3 separate regions of the Mus musculus genome follow, and all the other regions are linked to region 2. Evidence: chromatin contacts called from public HiChIP or PLAC-seq data. All regions are on one chromosome and are shown on one strand. The core of a region is the stretch at or near the end of the contact, and the rest is flanking DNA. Distances in the headings are between cores, read along the strand shown. Region 1 has its middle 30 kb from the start of Gm34069. Region 2 has its middle 48 kb from the start of Fam76b. Region 3 has its middle 36 kb from the start of Gm51286.

Region 1 (3,768 bases), core at 665-3,164, 360 kb before region 2:
TTCAAGAACAAAGATTTTGCCTAGTCAATCACCTGTGTTTCCCTGGCACTTGGACACTATGTTTGCTCATGTTGGATAGCTGATAAGTTATTTGACTTATGGATACCTTGCTTGGATCAGCCAATCAGCCCTTAGCTATTCCCAAAACATTTTGTAGGATCTCAAATTATATCAGAGAAGTGACTACCTAGCATGGCATACTGAGCTAGAGGAAGAAATGTGTAGTTTGAAAATGACACTCCAAGTGAACTTTGCATAAGAGAAGTTGAGACTCAGAGGAGGAAGAAGAGAGATAGAGCAGGCAAGAACAAGGTGCAAGAGAGGGCATGTTTGAGCTGAATTCACGAAGACAGAAGAATATTGACAAAATGAGGTAATGTGGGTCAGCAGGGGGAAGGCAAAGAACGGAGTAAACAGAGAGCAAAGGTGTAAAGGCTGGAAATTTAAAACCAGGTACAATTAGGGACAAGGAGCTCAGTTCCACTAACAAATGGAAGACTTGGAAAGTAGGCCCAGGCCTGTGCTATTAGGACACTGCACAAACCCCACAGGCTCAGTAACTAAGGTGTGAGTCACCGCCATGAAGGTCTAGGCATGAGCACTCGAAAGCCATGTGAGAAGATTGCATATTGGCAAGAAAGGAAAGGACTTGAGTCCGGGGACAGGCAGTGACAAATAATGAGGCAGGCAATGCATATCTTGTTGCCTCCAAACCTGTGGAAAAGTCCCTTCAGGGTTTAGGAAACTGGAACTCTGGATTGCTGGGCTGTTGTTGTCTTGGAGATACCCCGGACCTGCATTTGATTCTAAAGACAGTTAGTGTGAGTTCCGTCACGTGACTCAGTTCTGAGGACCAGGTACAGAGCACAGGCACAGCAGGACAGATGAGTGGCACTCACCTTGCTCCCCAGCACCCAACTAACCTTGGTGCGTAGCCAGCGAGCCCCAGAGCCGTGCACCACCAAACAGCATGGGGCTCAGCTGCAGTGGGCTCAGGTACAACAGACAAATGCTGGCTCATCAAGTCTCTTAAGATTTTTATTTGTCATCAACTGCTCTCAGGCTAGTGAAGGACAATGACAAAGGGAAGCGTGTCATGTGTGAGACACTGGGCATTATCTAATTGCATCCAGTTTTCATGACCACAGTGAGGACAGTTCTTGTAGCCCACTATACAAAAGGCTTTGTGGAGCTAATTGCTTAAGAGGTAAAACACAGAAACTGGACTCTAAGCTGACCTATTAGATGAGTTAACCACAGGTCATCACAGTAGGAGAAAGAGTTGTGGTTTTTTTTTTTTTTTTTTTTTTTGGTTTTTCGAGACAGGGTTTCTCTGTATAGCCCTGGCTGTCCTGGAGCTCACTTTGTGGACCAGGCTGGCCTCGAACTCAGAAATCCGCCTGCCTCTGCCTCCCGAGTGCTGGGATTAAAGGCGTGCGCCACCACGCCCAGTTTAGGAAAGAGTTGTTTTTAATTTAAGGATTTTTAATCTCGCAAGTATAAGGAGCTAGAAGAGGTGAAAGTTCCTCAAAAGGGCTGATTTAAAGGGCTGAGAGCGGGACTCAACAGCCCAGCAATCCAGAGTTCCAGTTTCCTAAACCCTGAAGGGACTTTTCCACAGGTGGAGTGGACAAAACACAGAAGTCAAAGGTCAACTAGTGGAGAGGAAATAAGATAACATAACTCCTTCCTCTTTCCCTTCTTAGGTGTCACAGCTTTCCTCTTCCGTATGCAAGTGAAGTGGCAGCTTTAAGGTGGCTTCCGGGTCTCTCTGGTGGAGGGCTGCTTTTCCATCAACTTCATGGCCTCGGCTTCCTGGGCTTCTAACTGCACAGAGAGATGCAGCCAGTCTTCCATAGACATCACCCACCCTGCACAGGCCTCTGTTGTCATTCCAATTAATCATTAAACCTGCAGATTTGCACTTAGCAGGCACAAGACAAATTCCAGATGCGTGAGCTAAGAGCTTAAGTTTCTTTTGCCGCACCCAGCAGGGTGCATTTCATAGAGTCAGCTGCCTACTGCTCAGTCTGCACTCACCTTTGAAACAGAGGAAAGGGAAGGGGAGGTGTCCTGTGGATGTTGAGGCTCCTTAGGCTGGGAGTAGGGTGGGAAACAAAGAGGGCAAACTGAGAGAGCACTTCTAAGACTTGCAGGTTATGAGGCAGTCTGCGGAGCAGAGCTGACTCCAGAAAAACCTAACAATTGAAGAAAGAGATGTCTTCACTCTCTTCTGTGCTGATGTTGAAGCCTAGCGTGCCCTCCAAAGGTGGCAAGGATAGGTCTGTTATGGGAATCCCAGCGTCTCCAGCTTCTTGGGTATATAAATTATCATTTGACCTCAAGGTTGAGTGACCAGATAGAGACAAATGTTTCTGACAAGTGTTTTGTGAGGATGGTGGGGAAAGGGCTCCCGATGCAGACTGTGTGTCAGTGCTTAGATCTGGACAAGAGCTATCAAAGCGTCGTGGAAGCAGATCTCCGAATTTTGGCTTTTTTTTTTAACCACTGAGACACCTCAGTCTGATAAGTAATTAATTACATGCTCAGACATCAATCACGGCAGCTGTCCATTACCACTCTGACTAAAATGCCTTGTAGAAGAGAGATGTATGTCTTTCATGGGCCTACAACCCCACACACTCCAATTCTGTTCTTTTCATGACAAGGTTGAAGCCATATTAGCTTTTAGTTCAAGGAACAAGGTGGTTCCAGGCTCCAAGTTACATGCTTGCACGTGGTTTCTCTACTCCCACATGCTTCTTTTCTCATCTCTTCATCATCAAGACAAGGAGGGGGAGGGGAAGGGGGAGGAAAAATATAACAGAATTGTCTCTCATCTCCCTTTCTCCTCAGAAGTGAATGCAATTTGCTTTGAATGCAGAGACCTTGCTGTTTCTGTGTATCCTTGTGCTGGAACAACATCTGGCACATGGTCACTGTCCAATAAATATTTGTCAAGTGAATGACAGGAGCCATATTGTTTCCAACCTTCCAGTGGCATGGTATGGAAAGTGATCTGTTGGACCAACACTATAAACAGAAAGGGTGGTGTACTGGCTGGTTTTGTGTCAACTTGACACAGCTGGAGTTATCACAGAGAAAGGAGCTTCAGTTGAGAAAATGCCTCCATGAGATCCAACTGTAAGGCATTTCCTCAATTAGTGATCAAGGGGGAAAGGCCCCTTGTGGGTGGGACCATCTCTGGGCTGGTAGTCTTGGGTTCTATAGAGAGCAGGCTGAGCAAGCCAGGGGAAGCAAGTCAGTGAAGAACATCCGTCCATGGCTTCTGCATCAGCTCCTGCTTTCTGACCTGCTTGAGTTCCAGTCCTGACTTCCTTTGGTGATGAACAGCACTATGGAAGTGTAAGCTGAATAAACCCTTTCCTCCCCATCTTGCTTCTTGGTCATGATGTCTGTGCAGGAATAGAAACCCTGACTAAGACAGGTGGCTATTGGCATGCCTCTACAATGGTTGGCAAACAGATGTCTGCCAGTTAACAATTTTACCTACAGAGTGCTGAAGGCACTTGGTGGTATCAGTTTGACAGCTGGACCATTTTCTGAGTCCCCAAAAAACCTTAATAAAAGTGGAAGAGGATATGTATCTATTTGGGAGAATGCAAGGAAAGTGCTTGTGTGTATGCTGTCAGAGGAGTGTGTGTGTGTTGGATGGTGTAGCAGAAATTGAAAGGAGCCATGTGGCATCATCAGTTCATGCAACAGCGGAGCCCAGAGGATGCTGTACTTTTGTTTCAGTTTGTATTC
Region 2 (4,128 bases), core at 936-3,435:
CACAAGGCCCAACAAAGAGCTGGAGAAGAGAATGGATCAGAAGGCTCTGTCTCACCTGGCCCCTGTAAACATATCTGGCCTGACCCCGTCTTTGGCATTAGGAAAACATAGATGCCTACTCCTAAGACCTGGCTCTCAGCATTCTTCATTTGCTAAAAGAGTTCACTCAGACACTTCTTCCTGCCCACATCTTCTCTGGCTTTGGGAATTCTGTTCTCCATTTCTATCTCTGAACCCTTTTGCTCTCATGCCCTTGAAGGGTACTGCATACTCTGATCTGTTTTTGTGATTCAGATCCATAACTATGTCTGTGTCCACAAACATTCCAATGTGAGTAAAGATTTTTCTCTCCTTCCCATCCCACCGAGGGAGGATGAGGGTGGTCCACAGTGCGCAAGTGGAATTTGAGCAAATGAAAACGAGAGCATCCATTACCTACATAAAAGTGATGCAGGTGAAGATTGTGTTGGTTCTTGTACGAGTTACTGGAAAACAGATTTTCCACATTTTAACACCATGCATCTACTTACCCACTCGTACAAGCTCATGTTTAATGTTGCTAATTATTTAACACAACTCATAACACACAACCTATAAGTGGCAAAGCATCTTGCAATGAATAACCAAACACAAATGGAAGACAAAACAAAAACAAAAGCAAGCAAACAAAACTCTGAACTTGTCAAAATTTGTCCTTATTGTTTCTTTCAGCACCAGCCTGGGCTGGGAGCGGCTGTCCTCGCCGCTGCTTACGTTTCAGCTCCTTGTTCATGATTTCCCCTCGGGTGTGGACTGACATTGTCTCGAGGTATGGTAAGTAAAAACAAACAAAACAAAAAAGCAAAAAAATAAAAAGATAAAAAAAATAAAACCACTTTATGCTTAAAATACAGTGTTCTCAGTGATATGTATACCTTTATAAGAAACTTGAAGGAAGAGCCAAAGGAATGACTCTCTTGGGGTTAGATTTCAGATATAAAATCTCAAAAATTATCTCTATTCCTGAAATTATGTCAGTTGTGGGGTTTTGTCCCTCTTCCACAAATGCTAAAACCTAGACAGAGCAGACAGAGAGCAACAGGAGTTATTATGTATGAAATACATAGTTTTCTTCTTTCATGTGACCTCTAAGGTTAGAAGCTGGCCTCTCTTCCCAGCTGGCAAGATGGATTTTAGAACAATCAAGCCTAGCTGTGAAAAATCCTCTCTGGGTTAAGACACCACCAGGCAGCAATGTTCCTGTGAAAAGTCACAGATCCCTTCCCTCAGAAAAAGCCTGAAAGGATTGTGCTCGCTGTAAAACCCAAGCTGACCAACGATTCTGGGAGAATATGTTCTAATTCTAAAACTATCAGCACAGAAAAGGCAGACGTGGCCATGTGAGCCGCAGCATGGCACAAAGAGTGCACTGGAGGCTGGTTAGCTCCAGCCTTCTCTGCATTGTTTCCAGAGAGCCAACGGAGCTCACACTCCAGCAGGTGCCCAAAACCACATGCTGCATCTTCGCTATTTTTATTTTGATATCGCAAGACTCATCTTGTTCATGAAAAGACAACCTGTGAAGGAAAACCAGGGTGACCAGAGAAAGAGTACAGAGCATGGAGACGCTTGTCTGAGATTTCAGGGAGTCAAGAGTGATGGACGTTGTGGTAGTTGGTGAGTGAGGCTTCAATACTAGAGACAACTGCAGACAAAGAAGCAGGGGACCCGTGGAAAGGGACAGTGACAGAGGCTGGAAGCACATCCCAGAGCCACTGAGGCAGGAGCATCAGAAGGTGCCAGCAAAATGCTTTCTGATCTATTTGTTATTGGCACTGAAGCTCACAGGCTCTCACAAGGTCTGTCAGAAACATTGATATAATGACAATTAATATCAATGCTGGAAACTGCAGAACCCTCCCACCCCAAAGAGCCAGGCATGAACACAAATTCTGCAAAATACTGTAGGTACTGAGGGTTCTCTGTCTTCCTTCTCCTAGGATTTGCCTACTGGTTTGCTTCAGCTCTGTGCTCCCATAAACTGCTGCCTCATTTAACCACAGTCAAAAATATTGGACAGAGTCAAGGTGAACAGCAAGCAAAAAGCTTGGGAAGCTTCCAGGAAGAAAGCTGAAGGCATTAGTCACCAGGACAGGAAATGAAAGGACTGTTCAATGCGAGGCTTTGGCTTCTTCAGCTCCCCATCACCTCTGCTGTTACTTAGTAACCAGTGCTCAGTGTTCCGTCTTGAGCCTCCCATGAAGGAATGCCAAAGGAACAGAAACCAAACCTATCTGTCTTTTTCATCTTGAATCCACCAAGAAAGTATGACACAGCTTCTATCATCTCCCTTTGAAGGGATTTCAAGATGCAGCTAACTATTACATTGAGTTCCTTACTATGTACAATCAACGTCTGTTCAAAAAAAAAAAAAAAAAAAAAAAAAAGACTGACAGAGCCTGGACAGTGAGAGACCACAAGGTCCACACCGCCCCACCAGCGGAGGGGACTACAATTTTTAGATCCACAAACTTTATCTAAACAACTTGCTTTTCTGGAAGGAAGTTCCTTCTCTGACAGAAGAAGACAAAAATATTCCTCATAAGTACTCAAGGGCAAAGGGTCATTTCTAAACCAGCCATTTCACAGAAGAGAAACAAAGATTCAGAAATCAGGAAAGATTGATCTGAGCATGAAGCTACTTAGTAGCTTCCCTACTCTGGGGTTTTGTACTTGTTGTTAGTTACATTTACACAATGCCACACACCATGTAAGGGCTATGAGCAATTGAACCCAAGTAATTCCTGGTTCCCACTCCCCTTGAGCAAATATGAGGTCACTGTTCATCAGCTGTCCACCATGAGGACAGCCAGGCTGGCAAACATTACCTTCCCGTTATGTATATCCCTTTCCTCAGTCTTCAATTGAGTAAACTAGGACACAAGACAGTCATGCAACTGCCTCAAGTTATATTCTCATTGGAAGGAGAGACTAGACTGGAACTCAGTTGTACCTAAACCTGACACCTTGGCTCTTACCAAGCCTCCATCCAAGGCTCTGTATGCCATCTGGAAACTCTCGACTGACCTCTAAAGGCAGTGGGAGGTACTTTAGTTAAATGTAAAAGGAATTTCTGAAAAGCAGAATTTACTGACTCTGAGGTACTTTTCCAAAGTTGTCCACAAAACTGCACTGCCCTAGGAAGCTTTGAAATGAGAGGATGTGGATGAAGGTGTCCTTTGCAGTAGGTCTACCTAATGCACAGTGAGAGGTGAGAGCAGTGTATCTTGGGTTTCATCCCAAAACATGACTTTAGGGAACAAGAACAGAAACAAGACAAACTTTCACCTCCATTTTCCTTGGCGTTCAAACGAGCAGAAATAGAAAGATTGCAAATGAAAGAGACTATCGATGTCCTAAAAGAAAAATGCATATGAACTTTAAAGAGTTGAAGAGATGGCAGTGACTTTTAGGCTGGTGTTGAAGTTTAGGCAAAGGTGTGTGTTTGTGTACAGCGACTAAGCCTGTGTGCGTGGGAAGCAGCCACTGCAGATGGCTGAAAATGTGGTCATGTTGGAAAACACATATAATGATTGGCACCCTAAAGGAGAAACAGATGTCTCCTCCTAAGAAAGATTTTAGAATAACTTGCCTGCTGACCTCTTTAGACCCCTTAAACTGGATCTCCGCATCAGCCCCACAGGGACACTTGTTGACACTTTAACACACTGCACTGTGTCCCAGGAAGAAAACAGAGCACCAGTCAAAAGGCAGCCAGTGCTCAAGTGTATGTATACAATAGATAAAGATACAAACATCCTACAAAATTTTATGGTTTTCTGCAGATTGTATAACATGGCAAAGGTTCTCGCTAATTTTATGTCAATCAAATGGGATTATCAAAATGCCAGAATTTTAACCCAAGAGCACAAAAAAATGAGTCCTGGTGGACATTGGGCTATCTGGGAACCAGGCTGTGCTCATTCTCTTTGGACAATGTTCCCCAATAGCTTTAGTGTAAAGTCTTATTTAGTGTAAAGTCTTCTTGCTTCTAGCTTCCTCTCTGGGTTCTGAATGCTGTGCACTAGGTTGTGATTGGGGCAGAACCATCTGGAGTTTGAGAAGGCTCATCTAAAAGGCTGTCCAGTC
Region 3 (3,796 bases), core at 932-3,431, 340 kb before region 2:
TATATATATTCTATACCAGCACACAGGCATTTTCAGTTAGAGAGCTGAAAAGGACACTGCTTTTGGGACATGCACATGTCTTATGTGATCTAATGTCTCTGCTTGTCACTTTTCCTCCACAATTTTAGTGTTGGTATTTTTAAATTATGCTCTCTAGTAATTTGATCTAATCTACCAATTCAGTAATTTTATATCTGCATTTTATTTTTTACATTCATTTATTTTGTGAGAGGATACACACACACATACACACACACACACAAACACACAAGTCACAGCTGCCTATAGAGGTCAGAGAACAACTTGAGGGAGTCCCTTCTCTCCTATTCTGTTTGCTCCAGGGGTCAAACACAGGTCACCAAACTTGGCAAACTTTTACCTGCTGAGCTGTCTCTCCAGCCCTATAAGTGCATTTTTAGTATATTTTGTTTTCTAAGGTTTGTTGATATTTGAAGATGATAAGATGAACATTTTGCCCCTTGGAGCATAGTCTATTTTGACAGGTGAGCTGTTTACACTAATAGATCTTCCATGAGGGAGAAAATGCAGGCAAGGACTGGGAGAGCCGCTGCTGAAACCCGGAAGAAAAGGCCAAAGGATCTTCAGCCACTGGGTCACAGAAGCCATCTGAAGGAAGCACCATGGGAGTCAAAGGCTGGCTGGAACCAACATGGAGACAATTAGGCAGTGAATCTCTGGAGCGCAAAGAGCTTACAGCAGAGAAATGGAAGCTGCAACAGAGACCTAACACACCTGCAGTTTTGTTTTGTTTTGTTTTGTTTTTCCAGTGTCTCTGGCTAGGTCTGATGGTTGAGAAGAAATAATGGGTTATAATGATGACTTTGTGGTGGTCAAGAAGGATCTGGAAGCATTCTAACAAAGACCTTTCTTCAGGAAAGACCCAAGTGAACACATCTAAACAGATTTAGTTAAATAAAACAGGGGACTCCAAACACATCCGCTGTGCCTTTATTTATTTATTTATTTATTTATTTATTTATTTATTTATTTTTTTACTGTATTCTGTTTCTTGAATTTAGATGTGGAATTTTCCACTTATGACATCATGCCAGTATATAGAATGTTTCAGCCAGCAGTCTCTTGCATTGGAGATGTTTATGTTTGAGAGGCTCAAGCTGATCTGTCATTTATGGGCATAGAGATTTGTGTGAGGTTCCAAGCACAATGTCTCCTATGTAAAATTTTCAATAATTATGGCCATAATCATTATGGTCTCAGGGCTTGTTGTTAAGAAGAACAATAATCAGCTATCATCTTCTAGGACATAGTTTTGAGGATGACATGAAGCTGACATATCCACTATTAGCATTACCCTATGACTAAGCACTGGTTCGTTTTTTGTTAGAATCGTGTCTCTGTTAGGTTAGGCTTCACTTTTCTCTGCAAAATGGAGCTGGCAAGAATACTTCTCTTTGTAAATGTTGGAGAGAATCAGAGGGTTAGAAGAGAGACTTTGTGTAAAGTACTTTGTGGTGTGCATAATACATGCAAATATCTCAACAAATGCTTGTTAGTATTGTCCTTGTCACTGCCACCACAATTGCCACCGTCATAATCGGCATCGCCACCATGACCACTGAATGTGTCATGTTTGTCTTAGCTGATTCTTCCATATGCATCAATGTGATTCCACAATCATTAGTAAGCATTTCCCATCCATATGCATCAGTGTGGTTGCACAATCATTAGTAAGCATTTCCCAGGGAGGGTAAAGAGAAACAGAGGGGTGTATGTATACAGGATTAAGATAAACGTTTAGTACTATCTCAAGAGTCACAATAGCTGTTTCAGACTCTGAGTTAAGGCAGTGAGAAATCAAAGCAGCTAAATTTCCCTGGATCTCGTCAAGTGTTTACCTCCCCAGCAAGACAAAGCTCTTGGAGAAGAGTCTGTAGAACAAAAGCAGAGACTTGGAGAAGAACTCAGAGAGGTATTGCAGGAAGCAGTAAAGAACCCGCCCTTCCAATCCCAATGGTGCTGAAGCTATAGAAAAGCCAGTGGAAATGAACTGTTGGTGCCACAGGCAGAACAACATATGCTGCTTGCCTTTCCTGGAGAAAGAATAGCAAGAGATTGCTTCCCCAGTGAGCCACAGAGCTCAGCTGGCTCTTCCCTGGTACTCTCTAATGAAATGCAATTCAACAAGCCAGGCCCCAGCATGCTTAACCTTTGGACCACAGATGCCAACGTTTCTCCAGAGAAAGAGCCAGTTGTGCTTGTCCTGGTAGCTGTGATGCAACCACCAAGAGGAAAAAGGCTCACACCCTCTGTGATGTCGAAATGCCTCCAACAAAGGGCTTAAAGGATTTCAGATGCATTTGGAAATTGAATTGTGCTGTCTCTCCTGAGCCAGCATCTCTGAATACCAGAGGGACAGACAATAACAGAATCCAGACCTGACTGCTGATGCAGCCCGGTGATATTTGGGTTGTCTAGTCATGACGAAGCAAAAATGAGTCCCTGTGACACTGTTTGCATGCGGGAAAACACCTCATTCAGCTGTATTTTACCCAGCTCCTTGGCTAGTTCCCAACCTTTTCCACCTCAATTCTCCAAGCAAAACTTAGGGAAACTGACCCTGAACACAGAACATGGGATTTTTAGTAGAGGATTAATGTTCTCACTCCTTTTCTGCTTCTATATATATTTCTTATCCAAGATGCACCGCAGTGAGGACACTCAGGACAGCAATACAGGAGGTCAGCTCCTGCCTGTGTCATTTGAAAGGGGGCAGATCTCAGAGGACCTGTCTGCCTTAGGAGGAAGTGAAAAATGATCTTTTGCTACAAAGACCAGACTCTTTTTTTACCTCTAAAAATAAAAACAGTAACAACAGCCCCCATTTCTTAACAAAGTAATGTCTTCGGCAATGTGCTCTGTAGATTGTAAGATAAGAACCAGAGATCTAATACCTATGTCAGAGACAGAGGTGGTGACTATGTGGCAGGGGCCTGGGATAAAGCAGTAGAGAGACTTTCTGACCATTTGCAAAGGCACAAAAGCTTGTACAAGAAGAGACTGTCCTCTGCTTTCTTTTGCTCTACTCCAAATTTGGTAGTCTGGGGTACTAGACTCGGTACTTTCTGATCACTATGACAAAACACCCAGCACAAGTGATATAGGGAGGGAAGAGGAGTTTATTTTGGCTCTAGTTTGAGGTGACAAAGAAGTTATGGTGGCATTAAGGGGAGGCAGCTGTCCACACTGCATCTAGGGTCAGGAAGCAGAGGGAGATGGATGCTAATACTCATCTGATCTTCATTTTATTCAGTATGGGATCCAAGCCCAGGGAATGGTACCACCCAGGTGGGAATTCCCACCTTAGTTTAACCACATCAGGAAGGTTCTCCAAAAGCATGCCCAGAGCCTTGACTTCTTTTCGATTTTAGATCATGTCAAGCTGATAGTCAATGCTGACTATCACAAGTGGGAAGGGTAAATGCTCTTAAAATGTTTTCAGCTGTGTAATGGGGCAAGAACAACTTTGAACATTGAATTTAGATGTTTTCCTGGTATATTCCTCTCTTGGGTAGTGGCAGTATGCTGCAGCTACCTGATGTCACATCCACTCCCACATACACACTCTGCTCTGGTTAGTTGTGTGTTGGTTGGTTGGTTTCAACTTGACACAAGCTGGAATTATCTGGGGTGAAGACCCTCAACTGAGAAAATGTCTCCATCAGATTGACCTGTAGGCAAGTTGATGGGGCATTTTCTTAATTAATGATTGTTATGGGAAGGCCCTGCCCACTGGGGAGTGATGCCACACCCGTGC

Evidence for each region. HiChIP or PLAC-seq counts read pairs in DNA pulled down with a chosen protein or histone mark.
Region 1: a contact with region 2 is called in a FOXA1 HiChIP or PLAC-seq map of pancreatic cancer cells. The contact joins two enhancer-like sites. A contact is called at or near these places in 1 of 15 datasets of contacts at CTCF or cohesin (large pre-B cells), 2 of 484 Hi-C or Micro-C datasets (bone marrow-derived macrophages and olfactory sensory neurons), 3 of 115 datasets of contacts at active chromatin or transcription factors (embryonic stem cells, pancreatic cancer cells and trophoblast stem cells) and 1 of 9 other capture datasets (liver).
Region 3: a FOXA1 HiChIP or PLAC-seq map of pancreatic cancer cells shows a contact between it and region 2. The contact joins two enhancer-like sites. A contact is called at or near these places in 2 of 15 datasets of contacts at CTCF or cohesin (CD8 T cells and large pre-B cells), 2 of 484 Hi-C or Micro-C datasets (bone marrow-derived macrophages and olfactory sensory neurons) and 3 of 115 datasets of contacts at active chromatin or transcription factors (differentiating embryonic stem cells, fibro-adipogenic progenitors and pancreatic cancer cells).

Annotation. Positions count from the first base shown.
Region 1 is chr9:14,232,092-14,235,859 of GRCm38.p6, reverse strand. No RefSeq gene overlaps it. Among named protein-coding and RNA genes, the nearest start is that of Gm34069, 30 kb to the left of the region's middle. Within about 2 kb of position 1,914, at least 60 of the 459 cell types and tissues checked have an H3K27ac peak or open chromatin away from gene starts, as enhancers often do. A contact at or near this core is called in pancreatic cancer cells, where this site is marked.
Region 2 is chr9:13,873,493-13,877,620 of GRCm38.p6, reverse strand. No RefSeq gene overlaps it. Among named protein-coding and RNA genes, the nearest start is that of Fam76b, 48 kb to the right of the region's middle. Within about 2 kb of position 2,185, at least 22 of the 459 cell types and tissues checked have an H3K27ac peak or open chromatin away from gene starts, as enhancers often do. A contact at or near this core is called in fibro-adipogenic progenitors and pancreatic cancer cells, where this site is marked.
Region 3 is chr9:14,214,061-14,217,856 of GRCm38.p6, reverse strand. No RefSeq gene overlaps it. Among named protein-coding and RNA genes, the nearest start is that of Gm51286, 36 kb to the right of the region's middle. Within about 2 kb of position 2,181, at least 71 of the 459 cell types and tissues checked have an H3K27ac peak or open chromatin away from gene starts, as enhancers often do. A contact at or near this core is called in fibro-adipogenic progenitors and pancreatic cancer cells, where this site is marked.